Linked DNA regions of Gossypium hirsutum: region 2 is linked to region 1. The links are chromatin contacts, called in public Hi-C maps. All regions are on one chromosome and are shown on one strand. Each heading gives the region's core, a stretch centred on a gene start, on an enhancer-like site or on the middle of the called end of the contact. The rest is flanking DNA. Distances are from core to core; before and after follow the strand shown.

Region 1 (5,608 bases), core at 2,223-4,722:
AGAGGTTCCCATGTTAATCCTTAAGAAGTGTTAAAATAAACAAGCAAGGCTTACTTTAGAGTCACCGTTGCTATCTGTAGATTCAGACGACATAAATCATGCTGTCATCTTCCTCGGATCCCTTCTTACTGTGCTTGTAACTGGAAAAATAAGCATCAGTGTCTCTGCCTAGACGTGGAGCTACTTCAAATTCACTTCCCACTTTTTTGGCTGCATGACCATCAGGAAAAGAACAGCTACGAAGGATATTCGAAACTTCATTCATGGAAGGCCTGGTAGAAGGTGATGCATGTGTACAGAGGATTCCTACTTTGTATACCAGTATCATTTCCTCCAAGTAGGATGGTTCTTTGACCTCTGGATCAAGTATTTCTATTGGCTTATCCTCTGAGAAGTGCTGCCATGCCCATTCTACCAAGCTCATATTCTCGTCTATGTTGTTGGCTTTTCTACCCGTCACCAATTCCAGCAGTACCACTCCAAAGCTGTAAACATCAACCTTTGCATTCACTTTTGTTGTATATGCATACTCTGCAATGCAAATGACAACTTTGTGTTAAAGGGATGCTGCAATCTTTCTGATTCAAAAGATAGTTGAGATTCGTAAGGGGACAACTGTAATGATTTTGAGTGCTTTTACCTGGGGCGAGGTAACCGACAGACCCTGCAATTGCTGATATTGTTTGAGAACTTGCATGCCTAGTTAGCATCTTAGCAAGTCCAAAATCTGCAATTTTTGCATTGAATTCAGAGTCCAACAAGATATTGCTAGACTTCACATCACGATGGATGATTGGTGTAAGGCACTCATGGTGCATGTAGCATAGCCCCTGAGCAGCTCCAACTGCAATTCGCAACCTTCTTGGCCAGTCTAATATAGCATGGTGGATTGAACTCGTCCCTGACACTGAGCTTCTTTTATTCCCATGAAGCCATCTATCAAGGCTCTGGTTTTCCATGTACTCGTATACCAGCAGCTTTGAATCTTCACTGGAAATGCAACATAATAACTTCACTATGTTGGAATGGCGAATGTTGCTCAATATTTCAACTTCTGCTAAGAACTCTTTCTCAAGCTTGTGATCCACTCTTTTGCTATTCCAAATTTTCTTCACGGCAACAGATTCGCCTGAATGGCTTATGACAATTTGATAAACTTTCCCAGAGCCACCACTTCCAATGAGATTGTTATCAGTCAAGTTGGACAGTATGTTTCTCTTTGTGAAGTCCAATCTCTGGAATGAGGTCAACTTCCATGTTGCTAGATACTCTTGACGCTTTCTCCTCTTATAGTCTTGAACTAGGAAGAAGGTCAATATAAGGATAACTGTGGAAGCAATGATGGCAAGTGCTACAATCATGGCAAGGTATTTAGACGACAGTCTCTTGGGCTGATGGAGTTCGGAATAGCAGTCTGGAAGCTTCAGAATTGGATGATCTGCACATAAATCAGCATTTTTCAGGAAACTGCTTTCATATACAAGGTTATTTAACTGCTTGGGAATCCTTCCAACAAGTTGATTGGATGACAAGTTGAGTGAAGTCAGCGTCAGGTTGCCTATTTCAGGAGGAATTTGACCAGAGAATTGGTTTTCAGATAAATCCAAGTTCAGCAGATCAGGTAAAGACCCGATCGCAACAGGGATTTGACCATAAAGCTTGTTATTGGAGACATCTAATGTAGTTAACGATCTCCATGAGATTATTTCAGATGGTAGTTCACCGGAAAAATTGTTACCATCGAGAAGCAGAGTATCGAGGCGAGAAAGAGCTGTTATCTCCTTTGGAATTTTGTCTGAAAATAAGTTGTTGCTCGCTTTAAAGACGACCAAATTTGACCAAGATGCAATTCCGGTTGGGATTTCACCAGAGAACTTGTTGTCACTGATTTCCACCCTTGACAAATTCCATGCAACTCTACTTGGTAGTTTTCCCGAAAAGGAATTGTTTGTTAGCATCAAGCTCGACAAATTGAAAGCCATCCACAGATGTCGAGGAATCTCACCAGAGAACTTGTTGTTGTGAAGTTGAACAGTGCGCAAAGTAGGACAATTTCCAAGCGACTCTGGTATTTGCCCACTGAGATTGTTTGTAAATGCAACCACTCCTTGTAGGACACCACCAGCACATAAATTTTCAGGCAGTTGGCCACTGAATTGATTCTCTGACACTTCGAATCCTAAAAGCTTTGAGTGAAGGCCGAATTCCGGTGGCAAGACTCCGCTCAATCTGTTCCGGAAAACACGAAAATCACCCAAAGCAGGAAGTCGACCAATGCCTGTTGGTATCCCTCCTGTTAACTGATTCGCAAACAGGTTTAGAAACCCCAAATGCTGCAGCTTTCCGAAGTCTTCAGGAATGGAGCCTGTCAAGTTATTCACCGAAAGATCGATTTCAATCAGATTCAATGCATCGATGGTTTCGGGTATCCCACCGGACAGCTTATTGTGGAAGAGATAAAGAATTGTTAAATTCTTCAAGGAGAACATCATACTAGGAATGGGGCCTTCCAAATTGTTTATAGCTAGGTCCAAGTGCTGTAGACTGGAAAGATTGTTGAAACTTTCAGGGATTTCACCAATCAAATTGGTTTCTCTCATCCATAAGTACTTCAACTTGCTCATCTGACCGAACTCTAGTGGTATTTTCATGGGGACAAACTTGTTATAAGCCATCTCCAAAACCTCAAGGTTGGTCAAGTTTCCAATTTCTCTAGGAAATGTTCCATTGAACTGATTGCGGTATATCTGCAAGGCTTTCAACTCCGGTAATCTTCCAATACTTGGTGGAATATTACCGGAAAAATTGTTGCCACTAATATCCAAGTAAACCAGAGACGACAATCGGTCAATATCATCAGGGATTGGACCAACAAAATAGTTTTGAGAAAGGTCTAAGAATTTAAGCTTTGAACAACTGTAGAGGATTGGGAACTCTCCAGGGATGAAATTGTCGCAAAGGTCAAGGACAGTGAGGTTTTTAAGGTCACATATTGTTGGAGGAACTCTTACTGTGATGTTTTTGTCGCGGAGATGAACTTCAGTAACTGAACCATCGGTGCAGTTGATCTCCGGCCAAGTACACGGTGGGGATGATGAGTTCCAGGATCCAATGGAGGGTGGATTGCCGAGCTGTTGTTTAAGTTTGAGAAGAAGGGTTCGTTCAGCGTTGATGTCTTGTGAAATGGCTTTGAAGGGCGTGGAGAGGAAGAGGAGGAAGAGAAAGGATAAGCATAATACAGACATTTTCTGGATATTGGACAGGTACTTGCTTTCCTTCTTTCTGGAAAAGGGCTGGTTTTTTAACTTTCATGGGTGAGCACGGCCCTGCCTGGGCTCACTCTTATAAGCAAGCTTTGGGTTCTGTTTAGTATAGACTTTCAGGTTCAGATTTCAGACTGTGAATCAGTTCTGGTCGCAACTGGTAAGAGTTTGGTCTTTACACGCATTAATTTTAATCATTTTCTACTATTGCCATTGCTTTTACTCTACAACCATTCTTACTTAAATATACGAGTTTTTTATTTTTTTTATTTTCTGTGAAATGTTTTAATCTCACAAATGAAGCTAAAAGAACTCTTATTAATTGAATTTTTTTACTCTACTTTTGACACTTACCTTTTTGACCTTGCTTTTGCTTGTGAATTCTGCTGGGAGTGTAACAAATGATTTTTCGTATAGATATATATCTTATTTGATAAATAAATCCATTTACTGTGGATTTGTTTTTACTTTCTCTCCTCTTGCGTAATGTTTGAGTCTTCACGCTGTTTGAATGACAGTTTCGCAATTAGTAGCAAATATACGAGGATTTTGGTAAAAAGATAGTTGGTGGAACAGTCAACCATCATGCTCTGCCCTGGTGCGCTGCTTGTTGACTAAAATGAAACCTACAAAAGAGTGAAGCGAAAGCATAGGCCCAGCCATTGAAAAGCTTTTATGGAGTAGTGGGCGAGTCAAGCGTTAGAAGTATTGGGTCAACACGATGTATATATAAAAAAGTAGAATTTGGCAATTTGCGGGAAACTTCCTATTTTGTTAATTTCTTTGTTTGAATCTTACTTTTACCAAAACCCATTCTTTTATTTTCCATTGGCTACCATTAGTTGTAATTTAAATTATAATATATATATTATATCTATAGGTCAAAATATGCAATAAATTTTTGTACTATTTCTAAATTTGAAATTTAATTTATACTTTTATATTGAAAAATTTAGTACTTTATTTTTTAAGTTTCAAAATTTAAGTATAATTGTTAACATAATTAAAATTATTTTGTCAAATTCAAGTTCCTTTAATTTTAATCTAAATAAAATGTCACATTAATAAATTCAATAAAAGATTTAACGATATAAAAAATTAGATATAAATTTTAAAATTTAATAAGTAAAAATATTAAATTTTTTAAAATAAAAGTATAATAAATAAATTTTAAATTTATAAATAGTACAAAGAGTTATAATATATTTTAATCATATTTATATTATAATATTTTAATCATATTTATATTATAATAGAATGTGGGCCTGAATTATTTCCTTTTTGTTAATGTCCGCGTGAATTTGATGTTAAGTAACATCATTGAATTAAACAAAGAATTTGTATTTTATAAATTAAGTAATTGTATGCATAATGATAATCATGTTATTTAAATTCATATACTATCTGTGTGCTGCCAATAGACTTGATTTTTGTAGTTTATTTTTAAAAATTTGTATTCGATTATTTAGATTGGTACTTTCGTACTAATATAATTAGTTTGTATTTAAGGGCGAAGTCAAAACAACTTTTTAGGGGGTCAAATGAAATTTTAATTTTTTATAGTTTATATCTTTATAAAATTTAAAGGATTAAATTAAATTTTTATAATTTTAAAGGGGGTTAAAATATAATTTTATTTTTATTAATCTAAAATTTTTAAAAAAATTTGAGAGCCTAAATAACAATTTTCTATTTTAGAGGGGCCAGGGCCCTGCCAGCCCCCCTAGATTCGCCTCTATTTGTACTAGCGTATAATTGATTGTCAATTTTATGGTGACATGTGGCAGTCTCTTAATATGTCATGTGGTGAAAATAAATTAAATTTTTTAAAATATTTAAAAATATATAAATTAATAAAAAATACAATTTTTTTTTACATTAAGAGTAAATTTAGACAAATAGTTACTAATTTATTCAGATTGATTTTAGATATATATTTTAGTAAGTTTATATGCTTTTATTTTATAAAATATTAGGTTATTTATATTATTTCTAAATTAAAAAATAAAATTTTAAATATAAAAATTAAAAAGATTAAAAAGATTTTACATAAAAATAACTTAAATACATAATTGTCCAAATTCAAATGCATCTAGACAATTATTGTAAACATCCTTTTAGTTTCTTTTATGTATTTATATATATATATATTAATTTATATATTATATGTTGCAAATTTTTATATATATTTCAAAATATTTTATGCTTTTTTATATATTTTTTAAATAATAACCTAAAATTTGATATTTTATAAAAAAATAAAAATATATAAGCTTGCTAAAAATTGCATCTAGAATGGATCTAAACAAATGTAAATGGATGATCAGATTCAGATCTATCTGACA
Region 2 (5,272 bases), core at 1,788-4,287, 300 kb after region 1:
CTAGATCAATTTCCTTGTCAATAAACTCAAAATTGAATGATGACCATACTTGGTTTCCAAAACGTAATTTCTTCTAACCTGATTTTTGGGGTGTTACAAAGAATGACATGGATAAAGTGCTGAGTCATCTTCCCAGAATTTCCATGGAAATTCTGTTGGCAATCAATCTCACCATTTGCCACGACAATTTTTCACTTCCCTTATTTTCCCTCTTCATCTTCTTCCTCTTCCTACACCCGTGTTCACACAAAACCACACATTTCCCCCCCAAGTGATAAAAGTAACAAATAATGCCCATTATATCGCAATCCAAGCTTTATTATGCAATGTTCTAAAAATATCCTAAAAATGCAAATGTATTCACTTAATTACAACCAATTAATTCTATTTAGATGCCTTAAATATAACTCTTTTCAAGAGTTATCATCTTTCAAAACGAAATTTCTCTTAATTTTTTGTTATATCAAAAAGTGAGAGATTGTTAGATTTGATGTCTCAACCTTTTGATATAACAACATTTAAGATAAACTTTTATTTATATTTCTTAAGTCACTTGGTGAAAATAATTATTAAAAATGTTGTTAAACATTTTCAAAGCATTTCAAAGACTTATAAAAGTACTCAAAAACATATTTTAAACGTGTTTTAATTTATCTAAATATTTTTGAGTCAATCCAAAATGTTTTTAAGTGCTTTAACTCATTTTATACAACTATGAGAATTTGTATCGATACTTAGAGGAAGTTCTACCAATAGAAGTAAGTCACAGAGCACTTTAAGCATACCTCTAGACTTTTACTAATACTTAAGGGGACTTCTATTGATATAAGTAAGTCAATAAGCAATCTTTGGATTCTCCTGCATCTTCTACCAAATCCTCAGATTTCTACTGATACAAATGGACTTTTATCGATACATCGAGCTCCAACGGCCATAATTTTGAGACTTCTACTGACACAAGTCCACTTATACTGATACAAGTATATCTGAAATTGCAAATAAGCTCGAATTTAATGATTCCAACAACTAGAATTCATCCCCAATGGCTAGAAACATCCACAAACTTATTCCTTGGTATAAATACAAGTTTAAGACACATCAATGCATAATAGAGACATATCCAAGCATCAAACACAAGAGAATTAACTTAGAATCTTTATTTTCTTCATTTCTCTTGTACATATTGTTGAGAGCTTATGGTAATAACTTTTCTCACTCTTAAATCTTTTTATTTAGAGTTTCAATTTGTAAACACACGGCTACTAGAGATTCATGTTAGTTTGTTCATCTTCTCTTTGTTGTAAAGAGCATACTTAAGGGTTTTGAGGTATAAAACCTTAAGTAGATTGTAAAAGGTTTCTAGTTAAGCCTCAAACGCTAAAGGGTTTTAGTTAAGCCATAAAAACTAGGAGGAATGTTCTATCTTACCGTTGTGAAAAAGATAGGGATTATAAAAGCTATACATTTTTCTTGAAAGGTAACAATTCAAGTATAGTGAATTGGGAAATCCTTGGTTGCAGTATACACTTTTGTGATTATGCTTAAGGAGTCTAAATATATTAACCCTATGTTTGGATAAATAATTAAAAGGAAAAAAAAAGTAAAGGAATGTTAAAGAAAAGATATTTGCGTAGGTTTATTTTGTTTATATAAATAAAAAGGAAAGTAAAGTAATTGAATATTTATAACTTTTATTTGATTAAATTGTAGAGATATTAAGATAATAATTGATTATATGGTTTTTTTTAATTAAGTTCATTTATAAAATAATTAATATAAAAAATTAATAAGATACAAATGTAATTTCACATCTTAAAACTAGCCTTAATTTTTTTTCCCTAACTTTTTTTCCCAATTTAAGGTAATTAAAAATTAAGTAATTTAAGGGAAAATAAGGACAATTTAACTCCTTTTATAAAAGAAACTATACAAAAAGGACAAAAATGTTAATTTCATTTCCTTTCCTTTCCTTAATTTGAATACAATCCAAATATAATATAAGTAATTTTCCATTATAAAAATGGGTTTGTGAGACTTTAATTGTGGAAGCTATTTGTTTTTCTTTAGATTCACATATTATAAGGACTCAAACTTGAAAGATAACTCCACTCATAAATAATTCTACTTGTCTTGAAATTTAATGTATTATTTTATAAGTTTTGCTTGTAAAGATGAGTAAGAAAAATTGAAAAAAAATCTAACATCGATTTGAATTGAGGTTTTTTAGACAGTTTATGAACTATAAGTAAAAAAAAAAATTTACTTCACTCAAATCAAATATTATTTTTTATTTAATTTTTATGACATAATAATAAATATTTTATATTTAAAATAATGAAAATAATTAAAAAAATATATATTTTATAAGAATTAGTAATTTGACTTTTTTTCTTTTGAAATTTTATTGTATAATGATATCCAAAAGCCATAAAATAAAATTAATCTTATTAAAATAAGTCTAATAAATCAAAACATAAAATTAATATTCCAAATTATCACCAACGATTCGAGAAATTCAAAAAACTTGAACGAATTCAACTCCCCTTTATTTGCCGGTATAAATAGGTGGAAGCCCTTTTGTTTTGGATTAGGCAAGACCTGAACCCAATAAAGTTTATACGACGACCCAAGGCCCAAATACGAACAACTCAGTAGGACGCAGCACATAAGGATGAAATTCTATAAGGGTTTAATCATGAATTTCATCTTTCAACTTATAAAAACTCAGAAGTTAGTCCCTCTATTTTTTCAGATTTTGATATTTATATTTTTTGAAAATTAAGAAGTTAATCCACATGTTGAAATTTTTATGTTTTTATTTTTATAATTTGTGCAAAAAATTTGTTGAACTGCTAATATTTCCTTAATTTTTATATTATAAAGTAATGAATTGATGACTTTTAACTGAACAACGTGACGTGATTCAATTGGATTACTATATTTTTGTAAAAAATGAAGACCAAATTTTAATAAATTAAAAATAAAAGAACTAATATTTCAAATTTTATAAATAAAAAGGATGAAATTTATAATTAGAACTTCTGAAAGATTTTTCTGTTTGAATAATTTATAATTCTATAAAAATTGAATCCGAGACTTTGAAAGGCGCTTAAATGGTCATACATACGCTGTACAACACACACAGTCTCTGAAACTTCAAGAATTTAGGGTTCACTAAGGTAAACAAGATTCCTGAATCCCCAAATCGTTTCTCAGTTGCCTCCACCAAGTTTTAAACTTTAAAGTTTGTATTTGAAGAAAGCAAAGGAACTGTTTTGGAGTGTTTAATGGATCGTCTACGCCCAAGGCAGAGACAGAGACAAAGAGCAGCCTTCTCTGGGTTTACAAAACCCGAGGTGAAAAACCATGTCTTTTCTGTTTTAAGTGCCATTTCTTCATCTGGGTAGTTATCAGTTTCTCCATTTGTTAACAAATATGTAGTTTTAGCTGTTATTTTTATTTTTGGGGGTTTATTTTCATGTTCTTTTCTTTTAAAGAAACTTATCAGGATATTGCATTCATATGCTGTTACCAGTTTATGAATGATTAGCTGAGAAATTGAGCTTTAACTTGTGGGTCTAGAGCAAATTGTTGCTTTTTTTCTTCTTCTCATATATCCATATTTCTCAATATAGAAAGCTTCCTTACTTTATTTCTTATTTTTAATATATTGTACCATGTTTATGCTTCTGGTTAGCTCTGGCATACATGTTGATGTTATTTTTAATTCATGAACATATATTCTTTTTTTGTTTATTTTCATGTTCTTTGCTTTTTAAAGATATTTACCAGGATATTGTATTCATATGCTGTCACCCGTAGTTGTTTGTTTATGAATGATTAGCTGAAAAATTGAGCTTTAAATCTGTTGCATGCTTTTTTTTTCTCTTTCATACATGCATGTTTCTAAGTATAGAAAACTTCCTATATTTCTAGATTTTTCATTATTTTTTATTATTTATTATTTATTATTTTATAAATATATTGTCCCATGTTTCTGCTTCTGGTTAGCTCCAGCATTCGCGTTGATGTTTTTTATAATTGGTGAACACATGAAGTTCGAGCTCATGTCTTTATTATGGATCGTGTATGTTATTTTTATGTAGCATTTCTTTATTTTCATAGTTACGAGCTTCTCTGGTTGTTATCAAAGGTGTATATTTAGCTGTAACATTTTTGTTTATTTTTATGTTCTTTTCCCTCAAAGAAAATTATCAGCATATTGTATTCATATGTGCTGTTAGCAGTAGTAGGTTTGTTAATGAATGATTAGTTGCGAAATTGAGCTTCAAATTGTGGGGTTTAGAACAAATGGTGGCTTGCCTTTTTTCCCCCTTTTTCATACATGCATATTGCTCGATATAGAAAGCTTCCTATATTTCTTACCTTTTAATGGATCGTCCCATATTTTTGCTTCCGGTTGGCATGCATACGTGTCAATGTTTTTTGTAATTCATGAACATGTGAAGTTAGAGCTGTTGTCTTGATTCTGGATCTTGCATGTCATAGTTCTGATTCTTTGCATGATGCTTTGTGCATATGTATTAAAATTAGTATCTTTCAACCTTCTGGTTTGACATGGTAATATTGTTCAAGTGTTGTTGATTCTAACCTTTTGCTCTAAGCGAGTCAATGTGATCCTTATATAGAATTTTTGTAGTAGTAACTGTTGAGATATATCATGTTTGTGTTTTTTGCAAAGCTATTGTGTTATGGGATTATAAAACATATATTTTCCCGTTTTATTATATATTTATGTTCAGATCAAGAAGATGGAGAAATTTTTAATGAAATCAAGAGAGCTATTGCTGAGTAAGGAATTCTGTAAAAAAATGGCTAGAAATTTCAGGTTAGTTGCATTTCATGCATATTTCTCACCCTTCCTTCCTTTTATAGATAACCAAATGATTTTATTAGACATTGATGCATATTGTCTTTGCAGTTCATCTGCCGGTCGTGCTGGCAAACCTATTATTAAATGGACCAAGGTCTTTCTTTACTTTTTTCTTTCTTTCATTTTCGGTGTTACTTATCTCATTATTTCTCCTCTTGTCCTTAAATTATGATCATGGTGTTTATGGTTAACAGTTTAGGATTTCTCCTATTGACCCCTAATTCCTTATATTTTCTCAGGTACAAAGCTGGTTCTTAGCTAGGCTGCAAGAAAGCGCATCTAAAGTTCCTTCCTTGACTGATACATCCAAAACTGAGTCCAGAATCTCTGAAACTTGCCCTCTAGATGATGGGCCTCAAATTCCTCAGATTCTCAAAG

What was found. Hi-C and Micro-C count contacts between places; a contact is called where the count stands out from the background.
Region 2: a Hi-C map of leaf shows a contact between it and region 1, with 1.9 times the contacts expected there. The contact joins the promoter of LOC107897093 here to the promoter of LOC107897086 in region 1. A contact is called at or near these places in 2 of 34 Hi-C or Micro-C datasets (both in leaf).

Annotation. Positions count from the first base shown.
Region 1 is chrA06:32,142,244-32,147,851 of Gossypium_hirsutum_v2.1, forward strand. It overlaps LOC107897086 (receptor-like protein kinase HSL1), which reads right to left and starts at 3,473. Exons shown (of 2, transcript XM_016822425.2): 1 at 641-3,473; 2 at 1-531. The coding sequence starts at 3,245. The coding sequence ends at 83. It overlaps LOC107897089 (a long non-coding RNA gene), which reads left to right and starts at 3,041. Exons shown (of 2, transcript XR_001684018.2): 1 at 3,041-3,263; 2 at 3,782-4,091.
Region 2 is chrA06:32,444,403-32,449,674 of Gossypium_hirsutum_v2.1, forward strand. LOC107897093 (protein SAWADEE HOMEODOMAIN HOMOLOG 2) reads left to right here and starts at 3,038. Exons shown (of 10, transcript XM_041115751.1): 1 at 3,038-3,179; 2 at 3,259-3,356; 3 at 4,764-4,849; 4 at 4,943-4,988; 5 at 5,134-5,272. The coding sequence starts at 3,288.